2 separate regions of the Mus musculus genome follow, and region 1 is linked to region 2. The links are chromatin contacts, called in public HiChIP or PLAC-seq maps. All regions are on one chromosome and are shown on one strand. The core of a region is the stretch at or near the end of the contact, and the rest is flanking DNA. Distances in the headings are between cores, read along the strand shown. Region 1 holds the start of Pitpnc1 (phosphatidylinositol transfer protein, cytoplasmic 1). Region 2 overlaps Pitpnc1 (phosphatidylinositol transfer protein, cytoplasmic 1).

Region 1 (4,751 bases), core at 1,918-4,417, 230 kb before region 2:
GGAGTGTGCCACCACTGACAGGCCTCTCTCTTGATTTTTTTGTTTGTTTGTTTTTTTGCTTTTTTTGAGACAGGGTTTCTCTGTATAGCCCTGGCTGTCCTGGAGCTCACTTTGTAGACCAGGCTGGCCTCGAACTCAGAAATCCACCTGCCTCTGCCTCCGGAGTGCTGGGATTAAAGGCATGAGCCACCACTCCCGGCTCTTGATTTTTAAAGATTATTTGTATACAGCATATATGTCTGCAGGCCAGAAGAGGGCACCAGATCTCATTACAAAGCGGAGATGTGGTTGATGAGAATTGAACTCAGGACCTCTGGAAGAGCAGACAGTGCTCTTAACCTCTGAGCCATCTCCAGAAACTCTTGGTGTCCAAAAAAAAAGCCACAAAAACAAATAAACAATAGAAAAACAAAAGAAAGGAAGGAAAGAAGGAGGGAGGAAGGAAGGAAGGGAGGGAGGTAAAATTCTTGTCATTCACTTGTGGCTCCTGAAGGCAGGACTTGAAACACTTGCAAGCAATCACTTTGACCAGTAGATGGCACCCTCTTCCCCAAGACAAATGAGTTATGAATGAACTCTCCCTAACCCCAGACCACGAACCATAGTAATGAATACTAGCCGCCCCTAATTCCCGCCCAGATCGTTTTTATGCCTCCTCTCTTCCTCATTCCATCTGGTCTACATGTTCCCATATGTTCCCTGTAGTATTAATGTTAACACAGGCACCTCTAGTATTATATCCTAACCAATTCAGCATATTGTTATCGGTGTTACTTTCCATAACAGATGGATAGATAGTCAATACTTGGCTTTAAAATAATGTCATGAGGCCGTGGATAGCATGAAGGATTCTCCAAGAAGGCAATAATGGGATGAGCAGAAGGATCAAAGCTGAGAAGTGAAGGTCTTCTGAGGCCATTGGTGTTAAGAAATACTCGTGGACTAAAGTGGGAGAGAAGGTCTTAGAGCCTGGAGCCTCCTGTTGTCACCAAAAGGCTTTCAAGTTGCTATGGTTAAAGCTGTGCTTGCACACTATTAGTGAGACCGGGGAAATAAGGAAGCCAAGTAGAAAGAAAAAGACAATATACTGGGGAAAGTCACCTTGTAATGTGAGGTGGAAGAAAAGTACAGCCAAAAAAAAAAAAAAGAAAAAAAAGAAAAAAAAAAAAAAGAAAAAAATAATCAAAAACAAAACAAAAAAAAAGAAAAAAAGAAGAAAAAAACAAAAAAAAAGAAAAGAAAAGAAAAGAAAAAGAAAAGTACAGCCAGCCAGCAGTGTCTGTGGGTTCCCTGTCAGTGCATCCACTGTCCCACGGATCAAAACATACTCAGAAACCACTAATGTACGGAACACATGGCAGATGTCCTTACTCTCTGAACAATGCGATATAACAACTATTCACATGCCATGCACATTACATTAGATAGTATTAGCAGTCTAGAGATAATTGGAAATACACAGTAGGAAGCCACTGTGAAGATGATTAAGTGCCATTCTGCTAAAAGGAAAAAAGAAAAAAAAATCATCTTGGGTTCTTTTTGTCTCACAAGCTTCCAATTCAACACTATCAGGTCAAATTTAATGATCTACCTTGAAGGACGGTGGTAGCCTACACCTTTAATTCCAGCACTTGGGAGGCAGAGGCAGGTAGGTAGGTCTCTGAGTTCAAGGTCAGTTTGGACTTCAAAGTGAGTTCTAGGACAACCAGGGCTAGACAGAGAAACCCTGTCTCAAAAACAAAACAAAACAAAATTTCTCAGGGTGTTTGGTTTACCTTTAATTAGCTGCTGTAAATATTTCAGAGCCAACTTTGGGAAGCATTTATCTAGAAAATAGTTTTCTTTCTTTGTCTCTCTTTCTTTCTTTCTTTCTTTCTTTCTTTCTTTCTTTCTTTCTTTCTTTACCAGAATATAAGCTATGTTTAGGGTGTCATTTTCCTAGCAGGCTGGATCATGTTCCCTGAGCTCTAAACTTGGGTCATCTGGACAACATTAGCCAGAGCCCACCCTCATTATGTTGATTAGTGACTTATTGAGCATCATTTTAACATACTATACCATTGAGGCCTGCAGAGTCTGCATTGCCCAATGCAAGCTCTATGGGTGAATGTGGGTCTCCAGAACTCACAAATGCACACACACACACACACACACACACACGTTTGTGTGAACATATGCATCTATGTTTGAGAGCCAGTGATGTTTACACATTATCCTCCTATAGGCAGTGGATGCACTTTTTTCCTCCATTTTTAGGAAAACAAGCTAAAAAAAAAAAAAAAAAAAAAAAAAAACAAACCAAAACCGAATGCCAGACAAATGAAAACCAGACTTCAGCAGTTACATGCTGCTTCCTGAGTAACTAAAGAATGTGCTTCTTGTGGTTAAAATGAGAGATCTGTTTAATATGGATGAAATACCAACACCCCGGGCATTTTTATTGACATTTCACTGTGACTTTTTGAACTTAGGAGTGCTGACACGAAAACCTATTCTTTCTGCTCTGGGAAGCCTGCAGTTGGGATTGCAGAGAGCCAGGGAGAAAGAGGTAGCAGGCAATGCTTCTCTCTCTCTCTCTCTCTCTCTCTCTCTCTCTCTGTGTGTGTGTGTGTGTGTGTGTGTGGTTGCGAGCGCGCACGCATTTTTACTCTGTTTTCACCAACACTGCTGCAGAACTCCGCCTTGAGAGCATGTTAGAAAAACCCATTCTAAAACCATCATTTCTCTTGCTCCGGCCTTGCTTACTCCATCAGAGAGAAAAAAATGTTCGCTGTGAGCATTTGTAAACACGCCCCCAGCCCCAAAGTCAAGGGGCACTAGTGCACTTTGGAAACGGTTTCCAAAGCGACTAAGTAGAGAGCCCTATGGCACCCAGGTTACATTTGAAAACAGATCCAACGTTGTAAGAGTCCAGGATAGCTTCTTTGCGATTCTCTGTTCTCTTTGCGTTAGCTGTTCTAGGTTCTGGGACAGCCCTGGCGTCTGGCAGCAGACGGGAGAGACATGCTGTTTTGTTTAAATCCTCCACATTCTTTGCCATTTCCCCATTGGCCGGATGGGGCTACCCTCCCCGCCGCGGCCGCTGCTGATGTCAGCCTCGTCGCTCTCGCTCCTCCCGCACCCACCTCCCTGCCCCAGGCACACTGCAGCTCGGCGCGGACTCTCCAGTCGCGGCGAGGTGGCTGCAAACTCACGGGCACGCACGGCGCTCTCAGAGCCGAGGGACTCGGGGGAGGGGACGCGCGCAAGCCGCTGGCAGCCAACCGCCTAGGTTGAAGACACCCGGGGCCCAGAGCAGGGCAGAGCCTTGGCGGCTGCGGCTTCCCTTTTCTCTCTCAGCTGAGCTCCGGAGAGACTCGGGGACTGGCCCTAAAAAAGAGCAGGAAATCTTGTTTACCGCCCGGGGAGAGGAGCCCATCGAGCCTTTGTTTGGAAAGTCAGCATCGCCTGCTCCCGCGGCAATGTGTTCCTGGTGACATTAACCCACGGTAGACGGGTAGGAGAAAAAGGGGGCTCGCCAGGTTCAGCTCTGCTTTCGGAGGAGGATCCAGAGGAGACTTTTGTGCGTTTGTTTGAATTTGTGGAAATCCCTTTTCCTCCTCCTTTTGCCTCTCTTGCCCGCCGCCGGGCATGTCCTGATCTGGTGGCCGCGCCTACCAGCCCGGGGCTGCTGATCCGAGCTGTCTCCCGCGGGTCTCCCTCCCTCAGTGCCTGACTTTGCAATACCGAGAGGGCTGATCTCTGCGAGGAAGGAGGCGGGGGAGTCACAGACACCGGGACCCGAAGCTTGACATGCTCCGGGGCGGACCGGAGGCAGTTAGGAGCTGAGCGCACCACCGGGGCTGCTTCGCTTGCCGGTTCCCAGCGTCTTTGCCCTCCTCTGGGCTCCAGCCTTGCTCATCTGTTGGGACGCCCCCTTCTTTCCCGAGGTCTGCGGCCGGCAGGAACATGCTGCTCAAGGAGTACCGAATCTGCATGCCGCTCACCGTGGACGAGGTAGGCACCGCGCCCGGCCTCGCCCGCTCCGGGTCCCCAGCCGCCACCACTCGGCCGGCGGGTCCACTGCGTGCGGCGGGGAAACCCTGGCGCCCAAACCTGGAGGCTGGAGGGGGAGGAGGCAGGGGATTCGCTGTTCCCACTCGTCACCCCAGCAGAGGAAAGGCGGCGTGGGGGTGGGGCGGGGGAGTCCAGGTGAGCTCTTCGGGGACATCTAGAATCAGATTCCTGGGGACCACAATGCGTCACAGGGAGCTGTTGCGCCCCCTCCCTCCAATTAAGCAAATGCACAGAGTATAAGAGCCCAAGCATGCTCTGCAGCCGGAGTATCGGGGTAACCGGCCGTGGTGGTAGCCACTGTCCCCATGTCCTCTTTACAAGGTGGGCTTGCAGGGACAAATTCCGCGCGGGTGGGATCTGCAGACCAGAGTCCCGCCTTGGGGGCATGTGGGAGGCCTGGAGAGGGTCCGTTTAGAACCCGACTTCTTGTCGCCTCCGGTCTAGGCGCTGGCTCCTGCCCAGCCGAGCATCCAGGCTCCCTCCGCGATCTGGATTGTCCTTTGCTGACCGCCTGGCTCGGAAACTTTCTGCGTGTCTCGTTCCTTCCGCGGCGGGGAGCGTGGTCTTAGGAAGAGCCCCAGTGGTGGGGCCTGCGGCGCGGCCACCGGAGGGCGCTCCAGGCCGTCAGGCCGGGCCCTCCTGGCTCTGAGTATCGGGGCTGCAGGGTGGGGGGCTCCCCGCTCAAGGGCTCGGCC
Region 2 (4,562 bases), core at 1,537-4,036:
GAGCAGAGAGCAATGAATGCGCGCAGACGTGCCTGCCTTTTCCTTTCTCATACGATTCTGCACCTGCAGTCTAGGGGATGACACTGCCCACAGTTGGCTGGATTGTCAAGACAGTCCTCCACAGGTGTGCTCCCAGGCCAGCCCGATCTGGATAGTTCTTCAATTGAGACTCTCTTCCCAACTGATTCTAGGCTATGTCGGGTTGACCATAAAAACTAATGAGGCTGGAGAGATGGCTCATCAGTTAAAATCCTGCTGGTCCTCCAGAGACCCTCACTCCATTCCTAGCATATACAAGGAAAGATATCAAAAACTAAATCTCTGAAAAATAAAGAAAACTAACCATCGCAGCATTGGAGATGGGTTTGAGGCAAGCATGTGCCTCTGGCCCGTGGCTGCCATGAGTGGCACTCGGGAAGTTTGTTTGTGTGCGTGGTGCTTTTCAGTCAGCAGCATGCATCCAGGAGAGAAGCAGAAGTGTGATTCTGATGACAGCCCCAGTTCCTTGAGTCTCAAAACCCTCTGCAACCTCATCAAGATGCTTCAGAAACTAAAGCCATTTGTGCTGCAAAGAGTTACCAAAAAATATGTTCTTTCTTCTCTTCTGGTTTAACCTCATTCCAAATGCAGCGTGTCTGATTCAGCATCTCTAAGAAACCTTAGAGCGCAAATTCAACGTTATGCCAAGTTTTGGCAATCTGTTCCTTCAGGTCCCAGGATGGTGCCTACCTTTAGTTCATTTTCTTATGCTATCTCAGAAGACCACGGAGCAGTTAATTTATTAACAATAGAAGTTTAGTTACTCACAGTTCTAGAGACCAGGATGGCCAAGAGTCTATTGCTGGCGTCTGGTGAAGGGTTCATGCTGCTTTAAACATGGTCGGTGGCAAGGACACAATTCAAGGGTTAGGATCTCTCTGCTTACTATATTCAAGTTTTTAAAGCATTTTATTGATACTTCATCTGGGAGGAGGATAGCAATAGAAGCCCCAAAATTTGCCTATTCTCCTCCTAAAGGGGAACACCTCTGCCACTTGTCTTGTTGTTGTAACAAAGCACCCAACAGAAATAACTTTGGACTCTCTCTTAACCGCCACACCAGTCTTATTGTTTAAAAGTTTTTACAGATCTGGCTCTCCAGCACTCCCCTGTTTTCTAGAGACCAGTGGCCGGGGTATTCTGTCACTCTGTTGTTCTGATAACCAGTCCCCCTTTTGTACGAGAGCTCCAACTCAGTCCACCTCATTAACTCAGATGAGGGCATGTTGGAAGGGATTCCTGATGGATAGATGGGAAAGACAGTTCTGGCTTGGGAAATTCCAGCAACTATAGGAGCACCATCCCAGGAGCCACAGACAAAGGCCCAGTCCTTTTATCATAACAATGACATCTCACGGATTAAGTGAAATTGTGTATGACGTGCTTGGCACCGGCTCTGGAGTCAATCTTTGTCACACAGCCCATATGCTGGTTTCCCTTTCTTCCATCCTTGGCTCTCTTCTGAGCCCCACCCATGGAAAGCATCAGAAAGCATCAGTAGTGAGTGGTCTTTGCGGAGTGTTCAGTTCTTTCGTAGTGTTTATCCCAAGTCCCCATCCTCACACTCTTTCTTTTCTTCTCAGCATGGTGAGTTTTGAATGTTTCTAGCCCTAGATTTTAACTGGGACAGGTGTAGAGCACATGCCGAGGCACCCCCCCCCCCACCACAGGAACTTTTGTTCTCTAGCTCTCTACGTGCCAGACAAAACTTAAGAGCCAACTTGTTCTAGCCGAGTCGCTTTGCAGGGGGATGGCATAAATCGCTGTGTTTGCGGTACATTCTGGTGCCGAGAGCAAAGGCCTTAAAAATAGCACTTTGGGTGCTAACTGCTAACAAAGCAAGAATTGACCCTTCCAGCCATGACTTCCACTTAGGCCTGTTCTTCTCTTTTTTTTGGAAACTGACTTATCATGGCTGACCTTTTAAGTCAAGTCTTCACTTAGCACTCAAGTACGCGTGCTCTGAAAACTCCCGAGTATGATTTTTGTGAACTACGGATCTCAGACCCAAGGATTCACCCATTTAGAGGAGACGGTTTGAATCATGCATTTAGCCAGGGAGATGGCTCGATAGGTAAAAGTGCTTGCCATTAAACCTGATGCCCTGAGTTTGATCCCTGGAGCCCACACAGATGGAAGAATAGAGTCAGTTCCTGCGAATTGTCCTCTGGCTTCCACATTTGCACCATGGCACATCTACACACACACACACACACACACACACACACACACACATCCGAGACAGATCGATAGATCGATGGATGGATATAGATAAAATGTAATTTAAAAATATATTGACGGATATGTCCCCACCTCTCCCTCATCCCTGGGAACCCACTGATCTACATTCTGTCTTGAACATCTCATATGAATAGGATCACTTAGCATTCCCTCCTCTAGGACAATAGTCTCTAAAAGTGTTTATGTACCTCTTGTAGGATTTTAAGTTCAAGAAACCCTGTACTAAATTTTGGGCTAAACTTCTTCCCAGTGAAATAGCCATTCATGGGTGGAAAATGATCCCAGCATTCTAGAGGCTGAGGCAGGAGGATCACAGGTCCCACATCAGTTTGGGCTACACAGCCAGACCCTGCCTGAAAAAGCCCACTGTAACAGCACTGGAAGCTGTGCTGGTTGTTCTCTCATTGCTGTGACAAACCACGTAACAAAGGCAGCTCACAGAAGGGAGGGACTTATTTTGGCTTAGAGTCTGAAGGTTCGTTTCGTCCATCCTGGCACGGTGGTAGGCATATGAAGCAAGCAGCTGGTCACGTGGGCATTCACAGCTGGGAAGAGGAAGTTGGACGCTGGTACTCACCTTGCTTTCTCCTTTTTATGCAATCCAGCAGTTAAAAGAGATCTTCCCACCTTAATTAACCTATCCTAGAAAATTCCTTATGCACACGCCCAGAGGTTTACCTCCAAGGTGAACTAGAGCCTGTCAAGCTAATCACTATTAGCCATCACCTTGGAGTGACCTTGGAGAAAAAGAAAATCTAGCATGGAATTTGTATTTCATTACTTCCTCTCTACTTTGGGGCTAAGTATTATCATTATATAATATAGCAATTCCCGGCTGGGGTTCCCATTTAGCCTTTTTATATTTAACGTTTATCAAAAACTTATCATTTCAATTAGCAGGGCAAGCCCCTGTTGGCTATTGTCCTTTGTGATTCTGACTGGAGGTGTAATTAATCATGGAGACGTTATATCTCATCTAATGTGGCTAATAGTATTACTTCCCAGATGCAAGCTCTCCTGTAGCTGGGCCAAGATCTTCTGTGGGCTTCTCTTTGCACTTTCCAGATGTGAGTTTAATAAAGTCACGCAGGAACAGTTTCCCATGGGCTCCTGAAAGCCTAATTCCTCAGCATTGCCTCTGTAGGCTTGTCCTGGTGTGAGATACCAATGCCTCCAGGTATTGCTGACCTAGTAGAGGGAAAACCTTCTACAGATGTGCCAAGGGGAAGGAGTGGCGAGCCAAGTTCTGGGGAAATTGCCTTGGCACCAGCTCAGCCCTCTCTAGATAGATGGGCTTTAACTGCAAGTGTTCAATTTACCATCTGCCTGGTCTGGAGAACACCAGCGGAGTCCAGAGCCAGAGACTTCACCACTGGAGGAATGGAGAAGCCCCTGGCCAGAAGAACACAGCCTTACCCATCTCTAGGCAGTCAGCTCTTGGGCTAGAGGAGCTGAGTGCATATCTCCAGGCCAGAGCCCTGCTAGCAGAGTTTCCCAATCACACAGTGGATCCACTCGTAGATAGAGTGGTGTTTGGGAAGCTCCGAGACCAAGTGACTAAACGGTAGAAGAGACATCAGAAATCTGGATATCTGACTAATCTCTCTCATCCGGTTTGAATGCGAGATGTTGCCCACAGGCTCAGCTGGTGGCAGTGTTCTGCGGGAGGTTGTGGAACCTTTCGGATGTGGAGGCTTCACCTATAAAAGTAGATTCACTAGTGGGTGGAGTTATATCCACTTCTGGGTCTGGCCTGGGTCTTTCTCTGCCTTGTGTTTGGCGAATCTGGGAGGAGCCTCCCACCTTCATGCTGCTCCCATCATGATGAATGGAGACACTCTGAACTGAGAGCTAAAAGAAGACTTCCCTCTTGTAATCAACTTCTAACAGATATTGTGTCACGTAACAACAGAAACTATTACATTCTTCTATGACCCTTGGTATGGGTTTAATGGTGCCCATCTGAGAAGATCTAAAGCCAGCGTGATAATGCACTTGGGAGGCCGAGGCAAGTAGATCTTTGTGAATTCAGGACACCCTGGTCTTACTTTGTAAGTTCCAGGACAGCCAGGGCTGTATAAATAGACACCCTTTCTCAATGAATACATAAGTAAGCCATCAAAGTCTTACTTGTAGCATTTATGTGTGTGAACTGAAGCTAGAGAACTGTAATGTGTGGGTTGGTTAGAGTCACTAGGGTCGGCCTTGAGCCCATATGACTGGTGTCCTTTATGTGAGGACACAAAGGCAGAACTGCACAGAAGGGAGATGGTATAGACACA

The links. HiChIP or PLAC-seq counts read pairs in DNA pulled down with a chosen protein or histone mark.
Region 1: an H3K27ac HiChIP or PLAC-seq map of microglia shows a contact between it and region 2, with 9 times the contacts expected there. The contact joins the promoter of Pitpnc1 here to the enhancer-like site in region 2. A contact is called at or near these places in 10 of 39 promoter capture datasets (the HPC-7 cell line, cranial neural crest, embryonic stem cells and 6 more), 3 of 15 datasets of contacts at CTCF or cohesin (the NIH/3T3 cell line, embryonic stem cells and stem cell-derived epiblast-like cells), 4 of 484 Hi-C or Micro-C datasets (the N1E-115 cell line, bone marrow-derived macrophages, embryonic fibroblasts and 1 more), 28 of 115 datasets of contacts at active chromatin or transcription factors (the 230-238 cell line, the NIH/3T3 cell line, the SCID.adh cell line and 20 more) and 4 of 9 other capture datasets (adipose tissue, embryonic stem cells, liver and 1 more).

Annotation. Positions count from the first base shown.
Region 1 is chr11:107,469,136-107,473,886 of GRCm38.p6, reverse strand. It overlaps Pitpnc1 (phosphatidylinositol transfer protein, cytoplasmic 1), which reads left to right and starts at 3,167. Exons shown (of 9, transcript NM_001359616.1): 1 at 3,167-3,996. The coding sequence starts at 3,949.
Region 2 is chr11:107,240,140-107,244,701 of GRCm38.p6, reverse strand. All of the region lies in intron 6 of Pitpnc1 (phosphatidylinositol transfer protein, cytoplasmic 1), which reads left to right. Among named protein-coding and RNA genes, the nearest start is that of Nol11, 53 kb to the right of the region's middle. Within about 2 kb of position 2,786, at least 9 of the 459 cell types and tissues checked have an H3K27ac peak or open chromatin away from gene starts, as enhancers often do. A contact at or near this core is called in hepatocytes and microglia, where this site is marked.